Regions from separate parts of the Mus musculus genome. Here region 2 is linked to region 1. A link is a contact called in public promoter capture Hi-C data. All regions are on one chromosome and are shown on one strand. Each heading gives the region's core, a stretch centred on a gene start, on an enhancer-like site or on the middle of the called end of the contact. The rest is flanking DNA. Distances are from core to core; before and after follow the strand shown.

Region 1 (4,384 bases), core at 24-2,523:
CAACACGACCCTAATAGCTGCTACTCTTCTGTAAGTGAAGTAAGATTTTTTAGGTCACACAGTCCCATCACTCTAGCTGTGTGAACCAGGGGTAGCTATACTACTTAACTTGCAGTTAAAACTAGGAACAATAAGGGTGAAATATAATCACCTGCCACAAAAAGGATGTTTCCCCCAAAGAGTATAACGAGTAAGAGTAGTCTGCTTCCCCACTCTCTAGCCAAGTTCTCTGCCCAGTATTTGGCATTCAGGCAAGCTGGATTCAAACTCTAAAGCAACTCGTTCAATTACTTTGACCTCTTGCTGCCTGTTTCATCTCTAACCAGGGCACAAACCTGCTAGGAGTAAATGAAATATTGCCCACATAGAGGACAGCATGTGACAGATTGTAACATACAAACAAACAAAACAAACCCTCAAAAATGAACAAAACAACCTAGCAGCACTAGCCATCCATTCATCCGGCCACTTCCTCGGCTTTACTGGTTCTTTCTACAAACTAAATGCAGAAGAAGTCTCCATTTCCGCAAGACCTTTCTAATGCGGCTGCAAATGTGGCCGTGACAACCAGAGATAAAATGAGGTGAAATTAAACATTCAGTTCTTCAGCGGCTCGAGACACATTCCCAGTGTTCTAGCTACACGTGGCCAGTGACGGACCGAACTTTCCAAAGGTGCTGTAAAGTTCTGTCAGCCCCTGGCTGGCCCAGGGACCCACGGCCTGCCTGGGCCCACGGCTCTGGCAGGGGTCCGGCAGGGGAGTCTCGAGATCCTGGGAAGCCCACGGGAAAGCCGGGTGCAGCCTTACTGCGGAGGTCGCGGAAAGACATGGCGCTCTGGTCCCCAAGAGTCCACTGGGGCGCCGCTGCCCGTCTCTGTAGAGTTCGCAGGCCCAGCGCTCTCCGGTCTCTATAGCAACGCTCAGAGGCCTTGGACAGCGTGCGGACCAGGCCAAACAGGACAGGAAGCGAAGAGGGGTGGTGAGCGCAAGCGCAGGACACAGACCAACAGGTGGCGCCAAGCACCTTGCGAGCTGCGCAACGTCATAGTCTTTCAGAGAGCGCTTTTGGCTCTGGTCCCGTTGGAACTCTCATTACCTCACTGATATATGGAGCACATTATAACCTTTTGTGACCGAGTCTCCTTTGTATTTGTAAAAGCATAGCTAAACCCCGCAGTCGAAGCCTCATAAAGTATCCACAGAATGACAGGAACGAAGATACCCTACCCTGGGCAGAATTCGAGACCTGTACCCGGAAGGCTTTTGTGCACGCACAGCTAGTCAGTATTCCCGACAAGCCGGAAATTGGCGCCCAGACTCGCGCGCCAGAGGTTGCCCTGGAAACTGTGGAGCGAGGTAGTGCTGGTGTACCACGCCTAGGGTGTCAGGGTCAGCACAGGCTCTACAGAGAACTCTCCTTGGTGACTGCTACGAGTCGAGGACAACCGCGACAAAAGCAGGGCTGGAGAGAGGAGAGCTGTGCCAGGAAGGGTGGGCGATAAGGAAAATGGGTAGGTGCAAGAAGTAAAGGTGCCCTTGGCTAGAACACGGTGGTACTGACCAAGAGTAGATACTTAAGGACAAAAATATGTGGGGTAGGGCCATACATTCGTGGCTAGTCTAACATGGGGGACAATGCATTTGAACAGTCTTTGCAACAAATGGTTTTGAAACAATGAGCAATCCATAGCAAATTAATATCTATGTAAAAAACAATGGTTCATACACCTAGATGTAAAACCTAGAACTAAATTTTCTATAATGAAACAGAGTTGTGGTGGAGTTAAGATTCTAAAGAACCTGTAGTTTTATATTTCTACCAGCAGAATAATTGTTCCAGTTTGTCAGAATGCACAGGAAAAAAATTGGCATTATCTACATACTGCTTAACCTATGAGAAAATGGATAATTAGACAAGTGTCACCCAGAACCATCTTCTCAGCATGATTCAGATCTCTACAGGTTTGTTCTCCAAATCCTCGTTCTCCCTGCCACAAATGAGGAAGCCTAGCGAATGACTTTCCAGCATACCAAAGCCAATTTGTCTTATGTGGCTTGCTCTGAATCTAACATCAACAAATTTACCCTAGGTTTCTGGTCTCTTCCCTTGCCCGCCTCCCTCCTTGCCCCTGACATACCATACTCTCCCAAACTAGGAGGTCCAGGAAGACTAGTCTTTACTGTGACATCATAAGGACCAGTTGCTATGGGAGACCTGCAGATCCACCCCCTAGACAGGGGAGAGCAGGCCCTACTGCACAGAAGGCCTGGCCACTCCTCCCCCACCATACTGGCCCTCCATGGAAGCCTTGGTCTGTGCATTCTCTGAGCTTCGAATAAGAGAAGGTGCCTGGCTGCAGGGAGGAGCAGCAGCAGAGATGCCACACTGTCCCAACCTGGGCCCAAAGCTACTGGGGAGAGCCCAGGGATGTGCATGCTTGGGAAGGGAGTAACTCCTGATCTAGGCTATATGACTGGGCCAGGCATGCCCTCTTGTACCCACTGTGCTTATATACACTGGTGCCAGCATACTCTTTTTAGAGTAGAGAGCACAAAACGAGCTTGAAGTGCTCAACGGGATCTCAGTGCCAAAGTCCTGGGCTGCTTGGGCGCCTCTGTTAGGGGAGCAGCGGAGTAGTGGGAATAGACAGGAACTAAGACTGGATAGCCAGGGAGTAGAAGCTACGTATGAGTTGGTACTTGCATTTCCCCCAGATGCTGTTCCCACTGGCCATCACCCTCCTGCTCTCTCTCTCTCTCTTGCAGATGCAGTGAGCTGGGCCCCAGGACGCCCCAGCCACCCTGACACACCACCCAACATCTATGAGGGAGGATTGGGGGCCCAGCAGCAGCAGGGCCCCAGTGCTCAGGGAAGCAAGCCCAAGAACTTCCGACTGCGACACCTCCGGAGCCTGGCTCTCTACCTGCCAGGCCACATGCAGCCTGCTGGCCAATGTGGAAGCCACTGGCTAGGCCGGCTCATGGCTGGGGGCAGCCTGACACGGCCTGAAGGCTCACCCTGGCCCCTGGACCTGCCACAGGGGACCCTGGGTCCAGGTAACAGCCATTGCTCAGCCCTTCTGGAAGCCCACTTGCCCAGGGACAGCCTGGGAAATACAGGTAAGCTCTGTTAAGGCAGGACTAAAGACACGAAAGAAAGACTGAAGGGAACTCAAATGGGCCTTTTCATTTCCTAGCCTTCTGCCAAGAACTAGGAAAGGATGCAGTGGCCAGGACACACTAAAATAATGTCATGCTCCAGGGGCCAAGATCTTGTTTAATTTTTTTTTTAATCCGTGTGCCCCACTATTGATTCAGAACATCAATGTACACAATAAGTCCTTTGAAGTCTCAGGACCACAGCAAAAGCCTTTTGGGATGTGTAAGGCAGAGGAGACAATCTGGGATAGGAGTTCTAGGTTCCTATTCTCTCTATTTTGATGGACCTTGGACAACTTTGCCTCAGTTCCTTCATTTTATAAATGAAGGATTCATGACATTTCAGGTTTGACCCACTGACATCCCTTCCTCACCCTCACTAGTTCTTTCAAGGAAGTAGTGCCAAGGAGGCACTGCCTTGAAGGTTGTAAGGGCCGAGGACCCCAAGGTAATGTTTTAGATTGGGCCCCTCTGAGTGACTTTTCTTTCCTCTTTCCTCAGCTTCCAGTTCCAGCATGGACCCAGCCAAGGGTGTCCCCTCCCAGTCTGGTCCCCCCGAGGGCTTGGGACTCAGGCCCAAGAGGTCCTGGAGAGCCTTGGAGGAGACCATGTGTCCCTTGTGCAAGAGAACCCGCTCTGGGGCCTTGGAGAGGACATAGGAGCCAAAGTGCCAGGGCTGGGGAACAAGAGGGGAAGGATGGCCGAGGAGGAGGAGGCCAGTGTTACTGAGGAAGGGTTCGTCCCAGCGGCAGTCCTCCCCATTGAGATGGCCCCCAGAGTTGCCCAGCAGGAGACCTGGGCTAGTCTGGGGAAAGCATGAGGGAGGGAGGGAGGAAGGAAGAAGAACCATGAGAGGGACAGAAGAAATGGAATGCCCATGCCCTTGCAGCCTGCCCAAACTCCGGTCAGCCACTTGTACCTGGGAGGTCAGGCCGAGCAGAGAATCGGGTTCCTGAGAGGCCAGGAGTCCTCAGGTCTAATCTCAGTAAAAGCCAAGGCCTGCACCTTCTTGTTTGTTTGTCATTAAGCCAATCCAGTTAACATAGTCCTGCATCCATTCCAGGGGTTACATGGAGAGTCAGAGCCAGGTCCAGGGAAGCTTTGTGGATGAGAGGCTGCTGAAAGTGACAGCTCTGGCAGGCAAGCAGGGTCTCAATAGGCCTAAACAGGACATGGCATTCCGGGGCAAAGGACGAAATGGGGGTCGAGTTTAAAGAAGGAACC
Region 2 (4,193 bases), core at 349-2,848, 51 kb before region 1:
CCACCATTAGTGTTGCTGAAACTGAGGTTCAGCAATGATTCTGAAGACAGCCATGTCTTCCACGCTCATGCTTTCCCTTCTGGTCCTCAGTGACACTAGTTTACAATGTCCACACCACTGCAGAAAAACACACACGGCTGTTTATGAGATATTATTTATACATAAGTCCTGGGCCAACAAAAGTGGGCTGGTCTTCAATCGTTTTGACACTGGAGGGCAGGGAACAAAGTCTTCTGTAGTCCAGGCAGGCCTTGAACTCAGGATCCCCAACCTTCCAAGTTCTAGAAAACAGGTGTGTATCACTATACCTGGCTAGTATTCCGATTTGTTTATTTGTTTATTTTTGGTATCACTATGCAGTCCTGGCTGGCCTTGAACTCACAGGTAAACAGGGCTAGTCTCTGGCCCACAGAGACAGGCCTGCCTCTGCTTCCCTAGTGTTGAGATTAAAGGTGTGCACACTACACCTGGCTCAGACTTATTTTTAAGTGATGGAGCTCATTTGAAAAGCACCAAATAAAAGGCACAAAGGGAGAACTGTTGGCATTGAAGGGCCTGGTCCACTTAGCTTCCCTTCACCTTCCTGGTGGCCCTGGTACCAGGATCCTGAACTCCTTGGAAGACACTCCACTCAAACATTGCAGGGATTCTCGTGATGAGCTCCATCCTAAGCTGTTGGCTACAGAACTAAATAGTTCTCAACTCAGGAAGCAAAACTGAGTGGACCCACTGTATGCCTCTGGAACTCCTTTCCAGGCACAGAAAGGCAAGCCTTTTTTAAACTTAAAAGTTAATTTTGTGGTAATTTTCTGCCATTTGTTGTTTTGTACTAGAGGAAGGCTAGTATCCATGCTCTGCTCAGAGTAGTTTGTACTCGTTTCTGAGCACTATCTCTTTTTCAGGAATTTCATAAGCTAAGGGTACTTGGAATTCACCATGGTTTGGGGCATTTGAACCACAGAAACCAGCAGCAGCATTTGATATTTTGCTTTTCCTTGAGAGCCACGTGAATATTATGCCACTGGTTAGAGTCTATATGGAAGAACTCTTTAATATCAGCAAATCTACTGGATTTGCTTTTTACTGTAATTCAGACTTTTACTGCATTTATTGTATTTGTGCTAGTCTCCTACTCTCCCTCCTCCCTCCCCCTCCTTTTCCCCCTCTCCCTCCCCTCCTCTCTCTCTCTCTCTCTGTTGTAAAAATGCACACACCACAGGACCATATGTGGAGGTCAGAGAACAACCATAAGAGTCAGTTTTATCCTTCCTTTATTTGAGTTCTGGAGATCAAATTTAGGTTTCAGGCTTGGTAGCAAGTTCTTTTACCCACTCAGCCATCTTCCTGGCCCCAAATGCAAGACTTCTAACATCATGACTGCACATTTGTAAAGTATGTATTGTGCAAGGTGCTAGATGAATTTCCTTGGGCCCTTTTGTCAGGATGAAGACTGTCTGGCCCACTCTGACTCTATCTTCCCAGGCTCAGGGGTCTTCCTAATCCTGACTTTCTGCTCCGCAGTCACTTTGTCTCTGCTCATATCCATGTGAGTGATGTTGGGAAAGCAAGGGTTAATCATGAGCCTAATATCAAAGAGGAAGCAATGAGTCACAAGCTTGAAATAAGCACTCTCTCCTTTTTCTCCCTTCCCTCTGGCAGCCTGGCTGAGAATCAGATTGGTAACAAAGGAGCCAAAGCCCTGGCCAGATCCCTCCTGGTTAACAGAAGCCTCATCACACTGGAGTAAGTAGGACACTCTGGGCCCCTGGAATAAGAGAAATTTAAGCTGTTTTCTGTCTTTGACATATCTTGACTTTCTCCATCCCTTCTCCCACTCTCAGACTCAGCCCGTTTAGAATAGTCAGTGGCTGAGATCTTGCAGACCACATGTCCTTCCAGGAAAGCTGGGAAAGCAAACTCACTGATTGTCTCTTGAACTTCATTTCACAAACACTTAATTTTTGACCCTGACCTGGAACTGTCTTTGTCATCACCACACTTAGCTCACTAGACCATCACATCCTGTTCTCTTCCCTCATTATGTGGGGAACATAAAATGTTGGTGTCATTTTTACCCCTCTTCCCACCTCAGTAGTATTTCCTTCACTTGTTTCTACTAGCCTCCGGAGTAACAGCATTGGACCACCGGGGGCTAAGGCTTTGGCCGATGCTCTGAAGATAAACCGAACGCTAACTTCTCTAAGGTATGTGGTCCCACTTCTGGCCAGGAAAGGGCCCAGAGGACAAAATCCTGGCTACAGGAGATACTGTAAAGTGGGGAGGATTAAACATGGAGGCTTTGGGATATGTCATCAAGCTTCACGTCCCAGATTCTTCCAATTCTGTGTGCTGCTCTAAGTCCCCAAGGTTTCTCAGGACAGTGAAAAGCCTACAGAAGCATCCAGAAGATGACATTTGGTATAGTTTGCTATGTCCCTTTTAGGAGCCTGTGGATGTATCTGTCTAGTTGAGGGTATACTACTGTTCTGTTTTCTTTTGTTTTTCTACTTATTCAAAGGAAAATTTTGTTGTTCTTGTTCTAAAATAGGGTCTGGCTAGGTAGCCTTGGCTGACCTGGAGCTTGCTATGTAGGCCAGACTACAGTTCCACCTGTCTCTGCCTCCTAAGTAATGGAATTAAAGGAATTAAAGGTGTGCACTACCACACCCAGCACCAGGAGAGTGTTTCTGTCTGTTTTTTTTTTTTTTTTTTTTTTTTTTAAAGACAAGGTTTCTCTGTGTAGCCCTGGCTGTCCTGGAACTCACGATGTAGATCAGGCTGACCTTGAACTCAGAGATCCACTGTCTCTGTCTCTCAAATTCTGGAATTAAAGGTGTGGGCTACCACTGCTTGGCAAGGTTGATTTAAATTTTTTTATTGAAATTTAATTCTATGCAATTTTATCATTTTGAAGTTTATTGTTCATTGGCATTTTGTACATTCACAATATTGTGCAACTACTACCTCTGTCTAGTTTCAAAATGTTTTTGACTGTTAGTATTTGCTTTCTTTCTCCTTTTCTCCCAGCCCTTAGCAAGTTTTCTACTGATTTATTGATTCTGGACATTTCATATAAATAGAGTTATACAGTAAGAGTTTTGTGTCCGTCTTCCTCAACTAGCATATTGTTTTCAAGTTCATCAGCACTGCAGCATATTGGTATTTTCTTGCATTTTATAGCTGAATAATATTCTACTGTATGGGCAGAGCACCGTTTGCTTATCCATTCATGTGCAGACAGACATGTAGTGTGTCTTTTTTCACACTTTTATCCAGCTTCTATCTTTTGACTATTGTGAATAATGCTGCCTGCGACATTTGTGTAGAAGTATTCAAGTACCTGTCCTTTGTCCTTTAATCCTTTGGAGAATATACTTAGAAACAGAATTGCTGGGGCACATGCAAGTCTAAGTTAAGAACTGCCAGACTATTCCACAGAGGCTGGACCAGTTGACATTCTCATCAGCAGTATGAAGCTTCCAGTTTTGCCACATCTTCACTGTTACTTGGGTGCTATGGCTCTTGATTGTAATGGGAACTACCTTGACCTCACTTTATTACACCAGTAGGTAGCATGGGCACTTTGTTTCTAGTTGTCGGGCAGCTACTTAGGGGTGATGGTCCTTGAAAATGTCACATCGTCATTGGTAAATCTTTTCACAGAAGTCAGTTGCCTCCTGTCTTGGGCCTCTAAGGCAGGTATGCCCACTGCAATATGGGTTCAGGCCACTGCTGGGCATCTCTTGCTCTGCTGGTAACACACTCCTTCTTGCCTCTTTAGCCTCCAAAGCAACGTGATCAAGGATGACGGTGTCATGTGCGTGGCTGAGGCCCTGGTCTCCAACCAGACCATCTCCATGCTACAGTGAGTGGACATGACTCCCACTGCCCCCTCCCTTCTGCTGGCCTCTGCCTTGCTCCTGACAGAGAGAACAGGAGACAATCTCGAGGCTTTCTGACCTACCTGTATAGACCCTGGAAGGCATGATGTTACCTGCTTTTGCAGAGAATAGGTTTAGCTTTGGTTTTTAAAAACCTACTTTTAATGATGGTTTTGAAATGCTTTAACTTCCCTTCTAGCCCACCACCCACCAGAGGTAGTGGAAAAGAAAGATTACTAGGATACGGGGAAAGTGGGCCTGTTTAGAAATTGTTCTTTGGAGCAAATCCCATCTGTGTTGTCAGGTCAGAAG

What was found. Promoter capture Hi-C pulls out the DNA fragments that hold promoters and counts their contacts.
Region 2: a contact with region 1 is called in a promoter capture Hi-C map of macrophages, with 8 read pairs. The contact joins the enhancer-like site here to the promoter of 1700037C18Rik in region 1. A contact is called at or near these places in 5 of 39 promoter capture datasets (3T3-L1-derived adipocytes, cranial neural crest, embryonic stem cells and 2 more), 1 of 15 datasets of contacts at CTCF or cohesin (the NIH/3T3 cell line), 3 of 115 datasets of contacts at active chromatin or transcription factors (CD8 T cells, bone marrow-derived macrophages and embryonic stem cells) and 3 of 9 other capture datasets (adipose tissue, liver and pancreatic islet).

Annotation. Positions count from the first base shown.
Region 1 is chr16:3,905,578-3,909,961 of GRCm38.p6, reverse strand. 1700037C18Rik (RIKEN cDNA 1700037C18 gene) reads left to right here and starts at 1,273. Exons shown (of 3, transcript NM_028484.2): 1 at 1,273-1,512; 2 at 2,768-3,121; 3 at 3,662-4,164. The coding sequence starts at 1,509. The coding sequence ends at 3,819. Cluap1 (clusterin associated protein 1) reads right to left here and starts at 953. Exons shown (of 12, transcript NM_029738.2): 1 at 809-953. The coding sequence starts at 830. Gm41410 (predicted gene, 41410) reads left to right here and starts at 1,309. Exons shown (of 4, transcript NR_153801.1): 1 at 1,309-1,357; 2 at 2,768-3,058.
Region 2 is chr16:3,956,941-3,961,133 of GRCm38.p6, reverse strand. It overlaps Nlrc3 (NLR family, CARD domain containing 3), which reads left to right. Exons shown (of 18, transcript NM_001081280.2): 5 at 1,660-1,743; 6 at 2,121-2,204; 7 at 3,782-3,865. Among named protein-coding and RNA genes, the nearest start is that of Nlrc3, 18 kb to the left of the region's middle. Within about 2 kb of position 1,598, at least 45 of the 459 cell types and tissues checked have an H3K27ac peak or open chromatin away from gene starts, as enhancers often do. A contact at or near this core is called in the NIH/3T3 cell line, bone marrow-derived macrophages and macrophages, where this site is marked.